3 separate regions of the Mus musculus genome follow, and regions 1 and 3 are each linked to region 2. A link is a contact called in public Hi-C data. All regions are on one chromosome and are shown on one strand. The core of a region is the stretch at or near the end of the contact, and the rest is flanking DNA. Distances in the headings are between cores, read along the strand shown.

Region 1 (2,700 bases), core at 77-2,576, 300 kb after region 2:
TTAGTTTGTCCAATGGAGAGCCCAGGTGTCAGAGACTGGCTGGCATTTCTACACAGTGGCCTTTAAACTAACCCCTACTTTCCCTAACAATGAGTTGTTTGTTCTAAATTCCAGATATTCTTAGAAACTGTTGAAATGAGTTAATTGATTGAAAGACATCTAATGTTGGGGTCGGGGAAGTATGCACAATGTAGTATCTAAGTTTGCTTTCTATTGCTGTGATAAATATCATGACCCAGAACAACTTGGGCAAGGAAGGCCTTATTTCGATGTGCAGTTGTAGTCCTTACAGGGGAAAGTGAGGGCAACAAGCCAAGGCAGGGACCTGAGGACAGGAACTGAAGCAGAGGCCATGGAAGAGTAGTGCTTCTTGCCTTGTTCAGCCTGTTCACTTACACATCTCAGGACCACCTTCCCATGGACAGCATCACTTATAGTGGGCTGGGCCCTTCCACATCAGTTATCAATCATGAAATCACCTCCACAGTCCTGCCCACAGGCCAATCGAACGAGGTACCTTCTCAATTGAGATTTCCCTTCCCAGATAACTCTAACTCATATCACACAGACATGACCCAACCAGGGCAGGAGTCACAGAAGAGAAATCTTCAATAATTTTCACCACGACAAAGGAAAAGAAGGATGGTAATGAGGCCTCTCATCAGAGCTTAAGATAAAATTACAGCAGTCTGACTTTCCAAAATCTCACCTCTTTTCAATCAGATGGAAACCAGGCTCCTTTTGCAACATTTTTTTTCCAGAACACTTCCAAGTATTACTTCTCATTATTCTTATATTATTCCATTTGCATTTTAAGCATACAGTGTAAAGGCTTGAAAACAATGAAACATGCAAATAAGGAAGCTGAAAGTGTTCTTTGAGAAGTTAAGTGATGAAAAGTAAGAGCATTCAAGCTCTTTAAATGCAATACATTATCTATTAAATCGGCTTCTCTGCCTTTCCTACCTTCTCCCTGCTTTTGTTACACTCTGCCTTCAAACAAAAAAAAAATTTTTTTCACAAAGGCATTTTTTTTGGTAGAGAAAAGTAACTTTCAGAGTGTGAATTATTTATTTTTAATCTTACAAACATAATGTCTTTTTTGTAAGGGAAAGAGTGTACCATGGGTGGGCAATTCTATGGTTTTCTGTTGCTGCTATTGAAGGCATTGTCTAATTAACAGGGACACATATGATACAGGATATCTCGAAGATGAAGAATCTTCTTTCTTTCTAGGTCAAGGCCTGTGAATTCCACTAAGAATGCTAACTAGTTGAGCCATCACATGACCATTCAAGTTTCATTACAAAGGGCTAGATTTTATAACTTCTGCTTTAACAAGTCAGTTTTCAAATTTTCTGCTTTAATAATCTACATGCTTGGTGGGGGGGGAACCAATTCTCCTTTATTTAACTGCCTTTTAAAGCACTTAAGATAGCCATCTACACAGACACTACTCATAGTAAGTGTGTCTTCATGACAGCAGTGAGAACAAAAGCTACCAGCTCCTTCTCCAAGGATGCCGAGAAGGTAGTAAAATCTTCAATACTTATTTAAAGGCACCTCAAGCTTTCTCCTGGGAGACCATGTTTTACTTCCCTTCCATCCTTCAGCTCTTTCACTCTCTGAAGATTCTGACTATACATCTGTTGTCCTTTTATAGATAATACTGGGTAGCATCAGCCCTCTGTGTGTGGGTATGACTGATCTCAGGAAGTTTGTACGTACTAGTGGTGAGTGACCACAAAGAAGATGATGCTTCTCTTCTGATCTGTCTTCAGGATTTTTACAACATCCTCATTTTTCACTTCTCCCTCACAGGCCTTTCAATCTGCTCTGGAGGGTTCATCTCCGACAGCTTCTCCCACCTGCACAAGTTAGATTCCTAGGCACGCAGGATCACTTCCTCTCACAAGGACTTTATTATAAATTCAGACCCCCAAGATAAAAACTTATTATTTTTAAGTACAAAATTGATATAAACATAATTCATAAGTACAGAAAATAATTTTTAAACAAAAGAAAGAAAAATCCCCTCTCATTATTCCAAACAAACACAGGCTGTATCCTTCCAGATTATATTTTATGCCATTCATATATAAATATATATGCATATACATATATATATACATATATATGTTTATATGAGGCCATACGCACATGTTATTTCCCATGATTCTACTGAGTTACTGGGAATACTCAAAGCTCTTTCTGGAAAATACCTGGTGTACTCTCCCTGAGCCTTGTTATGTCTAACATATAATTAGAAGGATATGGAAAAAAGACTCTGCGTTTAGTAAATCAAGTCACTGAACATATAGAATCCAGAATGAGTCTCCTAACTCCTTCTAGCCCTAACACAGTAGGGCTCTGTTGGGGCTGGGACCAGTTCCTGTGCCCCAGAGATCAGAGCACAGTCCTTGAGTGTGTCCAGCCAGTCCCTCTGGTGCTCATCTGTAAGCTTGCTGAGCTTGCGTCTCCTCCTCCTTCTTCTCCTGTTTTGTTTTCAAACAATTGTAATATCCTCAGGGTAGTAGAAGCTCTTAGCATCCCCAGGATCATATTAGGTAATGACTCCAATCACAGCAAGAAAGGATCTAGGTCTCTCATCTTGGTTCTCTTAACAGCTGTATTTTCATATATTTCTATTTCCTCTTCCTGTATTGTCACATTCTTAAGGTTCCTCTATTTTCCTGAGCT
Region 2 (2,700 bases), core at 126-2,625:
ACACACACACACACACACTCACACACACTTCTTTGCACTAGCTCCACTGCTGTTTTTCCAGTTGTTACAGGTAATAAGGCCTGGAACTTTTAGGAACTCTTCAGGAGACTCCAGGATTGCCTAGGTCTCAGCTCTTAAACATTATGTAATCAGCAGTTGCTCCATGTGTTGTGCTGCAACCTTATCCAAGCTACAACAGCTTCTGGTAGGTACCCAAATCCCACACAGCCTTACTCATTCACTTCTTCCCCTTTGAACATTCTGCATGAAGAACACTTTCCCTAACCCATCTCTCTCTGTTCTGCTTTCTCATCCATTCATGGATCCGTCCTCTGACACCTAACTCCCCTTCTATGCCCAGATCCCCTTGTCTAGGTTACTGTCACTGCGATTACCTGGTATCATCTCGGTTACACTTTTCACGCCCTGTTTTCCATGCCTTCTCTTTAAATTTTATTTCTATTATGTCACTGCTACTGTTGCAACTTATTATGTACATTTAACAATAAAGTCTAAAATTACTGCATGTCCTAGTCCTTTACCTGAACAACATAAGATGCCAAGCATATTTAAGTGTGATTCCATTTAAGTTCTAGAGCCCTCACTTGATCAATAGCTTATCGCTTTCATAAAAGTGAATCAAAGAATTGAAAGTAAACTTTTAAAAGGGAAAAAGCATAGGCAACCATAGGTAGAAACCTGTTTTGTTGCTGCTTGTAGCCAATTAGACACTTTAGCATCAGGCTATCTCTTGTGGTACATGGATATCACAGGGACCGTTTAGAGGAAATTACCAAGTCCTTAAGTAGAAGTGATGTTAGCCTAAAGCAAAGAGGACAAAAAAAAAAAAAAAAAAAAAAAAAAAAAAAAAAAAAAACAGACAAAGAAGATTACTAATGATTTCTGAAACAATAAAAAGTCACTAGAAAGCCGGGAGTGGTAGTGCACGCCTTTAATCCCAGCACTCGGGAGGCAGAGGCAGGCAGATTTCTGAGTTCAAGGCCAGCCTGGTCTACAAAGTGAGTTCCAGGACAGCCAGAGCTATATAGAGAAACCCTGTCTCGAAAACCCAAAAAAATTAAAAAGTCACTAGAAAGAACATCCACACTCCTAGTGCCAGTGATGGACCCAAACCAGAGAGTACTGTCAATATTAAAGAAGAAAAGGTTTGGATTTAGGGCAAGGAATCACTCAGCTTTTTTTGAGTTATAACACTCTTATGTGCAAGAATATGCAACCTTGAGGGAGAGGATGGAAACTACTTCTTAAAACTCAGCATTCAGTTATCTGCAGGAAGAAGGATACACTATGTCCTCTTGGTTGAGTATTTCCAGTCCTGTGAGATAAGGAGGTTATCTTATATCATATATTTACATGATCTCCTAAAAAACACAGCATGTTCTATGCTTACTTAACATTCTCAAGTTCTCCTTTAAAGTAAATTACCCCAGCACATTTAAACTTTCCAGTGTAATGTTTGACATCTTTCACCATTTTTGTGTGCAGTTAAACCCTCCTCAAATTCTTTGCAACTTCTAATAAATAGAATTAAAAAAAAAATACACACATCTCTCCAATAAGGACTCAGGCAATGCCAAGTCAAAATAAGCAGATTACTCCATGGCTTCTGCATGTCATGCATCTATTAATACATCTAAGGATCATGTTCGCACTTTTAATAATAGCACTGGGCTGCTGACTCACATGCAGGCAAGTTTCTACTTCCTTCTTACCTACATAATTATTCCCTTTCTTGTGTCAGCTTGGTTTGTTTTTCTCTCTAGTCCCATCCTGTTTAGCTTGGCCAATTCTTTAAATTTTTCAAAGGTCCATTGAATGTTTGCCCTGACTTCCATGCATCAATAACATCATCAAAATGAACATTTTCTTTTCTAAGTTCCAAACAATCAAAGAATACACAAGCGTTTGGAAACTCACGTGACTATTTGCAATTACATGGGAAGCTCTCTATGAGGTGTGTGGGATAAACAAACTTGGTTTAGCTACTAATGCATTACACTCTTTCAGAGATGTGGATAGGAAGATAGAAAACCACCAGCAGTCAGCAGCAGTCAAAGGGAGATTTGACCATAGAATCATGGAACTAGATTTGGGGTCTCCATGCTACAATATCATGTGAACTCCAAAGAGACAGATACAGAGAAGAGAAAAGAGTAAGAATTAGTATAAATATATAAATCAGACCTTTAATCCTCATAACAACCATGCAAGGTGGTTATAGATGAGGGAAGTCAGCATTTACTAGGAAAGGTAAACTCATCTAAGGTTGCATATCTCTAGTTAATAAGTAACAGAATTAGATTCCAGTTCAGATCTATATGACTCCAAAGTCCATACTTCAGCCCTTGCTTTGAAGTATGCCCTGTGCTTCTGATACGTTGACAGAAAGGCCACATGGAGAGAAATCTAAATTTTATAAGTGAAAATATGCCTGATTCCTCTTCAGGTGCCACTGGGTCAAAGCTTGACATCAAACTGACCAAAAACATGTCCCTGACTGTTCTGGTAATTATCTGACACCCTGGATTTAAATGGCTTACTATTTACACATCCAGGTTTTAAATCTGTAACAATTCTTCTTTAATTTCTGGCCTTAAAATATGCCCATTTTTTTTTTTTAATTTAGAGGAGTTTTGTCTTTGGCAAAAAGAAAATCTATAGTTCATATTGCAAAGCACT
Region 3 (2,700 bases), core at 195-2,694, 320 kb before region 2:
CTTTTAAGTTGCATATTGGAAAATATAGAAAGTGAAGGTTGGTAGCTTAGTTGAGCTTTAGAAATAGTTAGATTGGTTCTTAAAATTGGCCAATTGCATTTCACAATTTAGAAACAAAGATACAGTAGCCAGGACTTCACAGACCTGATGAGTGAGTCATGACACCAAAGACAATAAACACTGAAAGCAACTTAAGACAATCTCAAATGTAGAGAAAGTTCTTTATAGTGGCACACTGGGCATGTAGCTACGTGTTGTTCTAAGCATGACAGACATTTGTGAGTGTAGCTGTTAAAGCATTCAAACAAATTTGAAGCAAGAAGAGTGGGCAAATACACATTTTCCAATGAGACACAGGCACCAGGCATCATGGGTTCAAACACGACACACCAATAAATCTTTCTAGCCCTTTAGATCACTCTCTAATGCTGGTGTTCAGTATTAGCTAGGGAGTAAACCCTAGCTCATTGTTTTTCTGAAGGTTCCCACAAAACAAATGTTGTATAAAACCTTGGATGCTATTGAGAAAGAAGGCAACCAGTTGCCAAGTAAGTTGATATGCTCAACTGGAACTGTATCACATACTCCTATGTACTGGCCGCTCATCAGAATGATTTCTGTTGTCAGTTTTATTTTTGTGCAGCTAATCACCTCAAAAAAATGTCAGGGCTATTTTACCATCTTTTTTATATGTTAGCAAATGCAGGCTCTTCAGGAACTAATTCAGCCAAGACCCCACAGCTAGTGTGTATTGAGTCTTGGATTCAAATACAATTTTTTATGACATTGAAACGGATTCCACTTATCCACAAAGCTATTAAGAAATAAATAATAGTTGATATCAAGTTCAGTTCCTTTGCTTTATTGTTCTAGATTATTCAGGCAAGGAGGTCTTGAATGTCTCTTTTAAAATATCTATGTCATTGTATCCACTCACAATGATTTGCCAGTAATTGCACACAATCTATAAAAAAAATAATCACCTCATTTTACTACCACATCTCACATGGGATAAAAAGACTCCAAAAGAAAACACAACTATGTAGAATTGAAACCCTTCCTAAAATGTCATTGCCTTAAACTGTGAGCTGCCTTTATGTGACTCTGACTAAAACAGATGTAGGCTCTGTGTCCAGTCCTCCCATTGACACATTTCCAAATAGGCCAATGGACTAGCTCAGCACAACCCAGTCTTTGAGACAAAGGGGAGTCTGACCTTTGGGCGGTCAGGGACTTTATATTGACGTCATACCTCCCACTCAAATGTGCCCTGAATAATATTTTCCCAGGATAGGTACCGTGGGAAAACTTTAATATTCATAGGTGGCAATTCAAAGAATCCTGAAAACTATGTAGAGAAAAAAATGCCCTCTAAGATGACTCCAGTGTCACTAACACAGCAGTCAGAACAAGTATGAAAGCCCAAGGCAATGGCAAGCTTACTCTGCTGTTTGGAACAATGTCCTGCTTGTGTGGGTATCACCCCCTTAAGATTCATATCACAGGCAGGATATGAATGTGTCCCAAGCAGGGTTTGACAGCTGTTTCTGAGCTTTCTAGATCAGAGATAAAAATAGATACTATCAGCATAGCCTTCTTTATGCATTTCCAAATGGATGAGTTGTCATTCATATTATACAACTATTTCTAACCAGTTGCCCAGCCTTCTACCCCAGTAAGCTTTGCTCAGCCACACCTCAGTAACCACTGGGATTCTTTCATAATCATTTTTCCAAGATTCCCAGAAATATCTGAACAATACTTTAAAGACCTGTAAGCCCTGGATTGCTTTGTCAAATCATGAATAAAACACCAGAGTCAGTTACCAAGCACTACCAGAAGGAATGTGAACTCTTTTACCCAGAAAAACATGGTTTTAACAGATCCTGAAAATACCCTTATTGTATAGGCCATCCATGTACTCAAGTGATGACAGCAGGAGGCCCTCCTAGATATTAGGAAAACATACAAAGCAATCACAATCTTGTTTTAAGTTTGCAATCTAGTAATGGAAAAAAAAAACTTACATACAGCTAACCTTGATAATACACAATGAATATTAGTCAAAAGGCACCCTAGCTGAGAAATAGCCACAGTCTTATAAATAATAACTGAACATAGATACAGAAATATTATCTACTTCAGGGATAAGTCAGAGAAGAAAAGATTGATTTTGTCCAAAGCAAGAATTAGTCAATTTCCTCCCTTTCAGGCCACATCAACATGACTTACAGTACAGGTCCACCGTTTTAGAAATGACTTATTGTACTGGGACTCGGGGAGAGGAAACAATAGGTAATATCATAGCTTATCTAGAGTGGAAAATAGAATGATTTTAAGGTGTGACACTGTGGAGTCAAATTCAATTGCCTTTCCCAATTTACAAATATGACTAAGAAAAGTGTGTGTGTGTGTGTGTGTGTGTGTGTGTGTGTGTGTAGGGGTAAGAAAAGTATGTGTGTGTGTGTGTGTGTGTGTGTGTGTGTGTGTGTGTGTGTGTGTAGGGGGGAATTGTGATTACCTAGTAGGTCAAACATAGAAGGCTAGTTGTATGGAAATGGAAGGCTTCTAGAAATTGTGGCTATGAGTTTTTCATATTGATTACTGCATGAAATTGCTGAAATCTCAAGTTCTTGAATTCTGTGGTGGTTTGCCCCAGGGAATGGCACTATGAGGAGGTTTGGCCTTGTTGAAGTAGGT

What was found. A called contact is a pair of places that touch in the nucleus more often than the background predicts.
Region 1: a Hi-C map of bone marrow-derived macrophages shows a contact between it and region 2, with 3 times the contacts expected there. The contact joins two enhancer-like sites. A contact is called at or near these places in 4 of 484 Hi-C or Micro-C datasets (bone marrow-derived macrophages, group 2 innate lymphoid cells, myocytes and 1 more).
Region 3: a Hi-C map of myocytes shows a contact between it and region 2, with 2.8 times the contacts expected there. The contact joins two enhancer-like sites. A contact is called at or near these places in 1 of 15 datasets of contacts at CTCF or cohesin (large pre-B cells) and 1 of 484 Hi-C or Micro-C datasets (myocytes).

Annotation. Positions count from the first base shown.
Region 1 is chr2:48,692,980-48,695,679 of GRCm38.p6, forward strand. No RefSeq gene overlaps it. Among named protein-coding and RNA genes, the nearest start is that of Gm31324, 99 kb to the right of the region's middle. Within about 2 kb of position 1,327, at least 28 of the 459 cell types and tissues checked have an H3K27ac peak or open chromatin away from gene starts, as enhancers often do. A contact at or near this core is called in bone marrow-derived macrophages, where this site is marked.
Region 2 is chr2:48,397,051-48,399,750 of GRCm38.p6, forward strand. All of the region lies in intron 1 of Gm13481 (predicted gene 13481), which reads right to left. Among named protein-coding and RNA genes, the nearest start is that of Gm25338, 14 kb to the left of the region's middle. Within about 2 kb of position 1,376, at least 29 of the 459 cell types and tissues checked have an H3K27ac peak or open chromatin away from gene starts, as enhancers often do. A contact at or near this core is called in bone marrow-derived macrophages and myocytes, where this site is marked.
Region 3 is chr2:48,081,132-48,083,831 of GRCm38.p6, forward strand. All of the region lies in intron 4 of Gm13481 (predicted gene 13481), which reads right to left. Among named protein-coding and RNA genes, the nearest start is that of Gm52576, 250 kb to the left of the region's middle. Within about 2 kb of position 1,445, at least 18 of the 459 cell types and tissues checked have an H3K27ac peak or open chromatin away from gene starts, as enhancers often do. A contact at or near this core is called in myocytes, where this site is marked.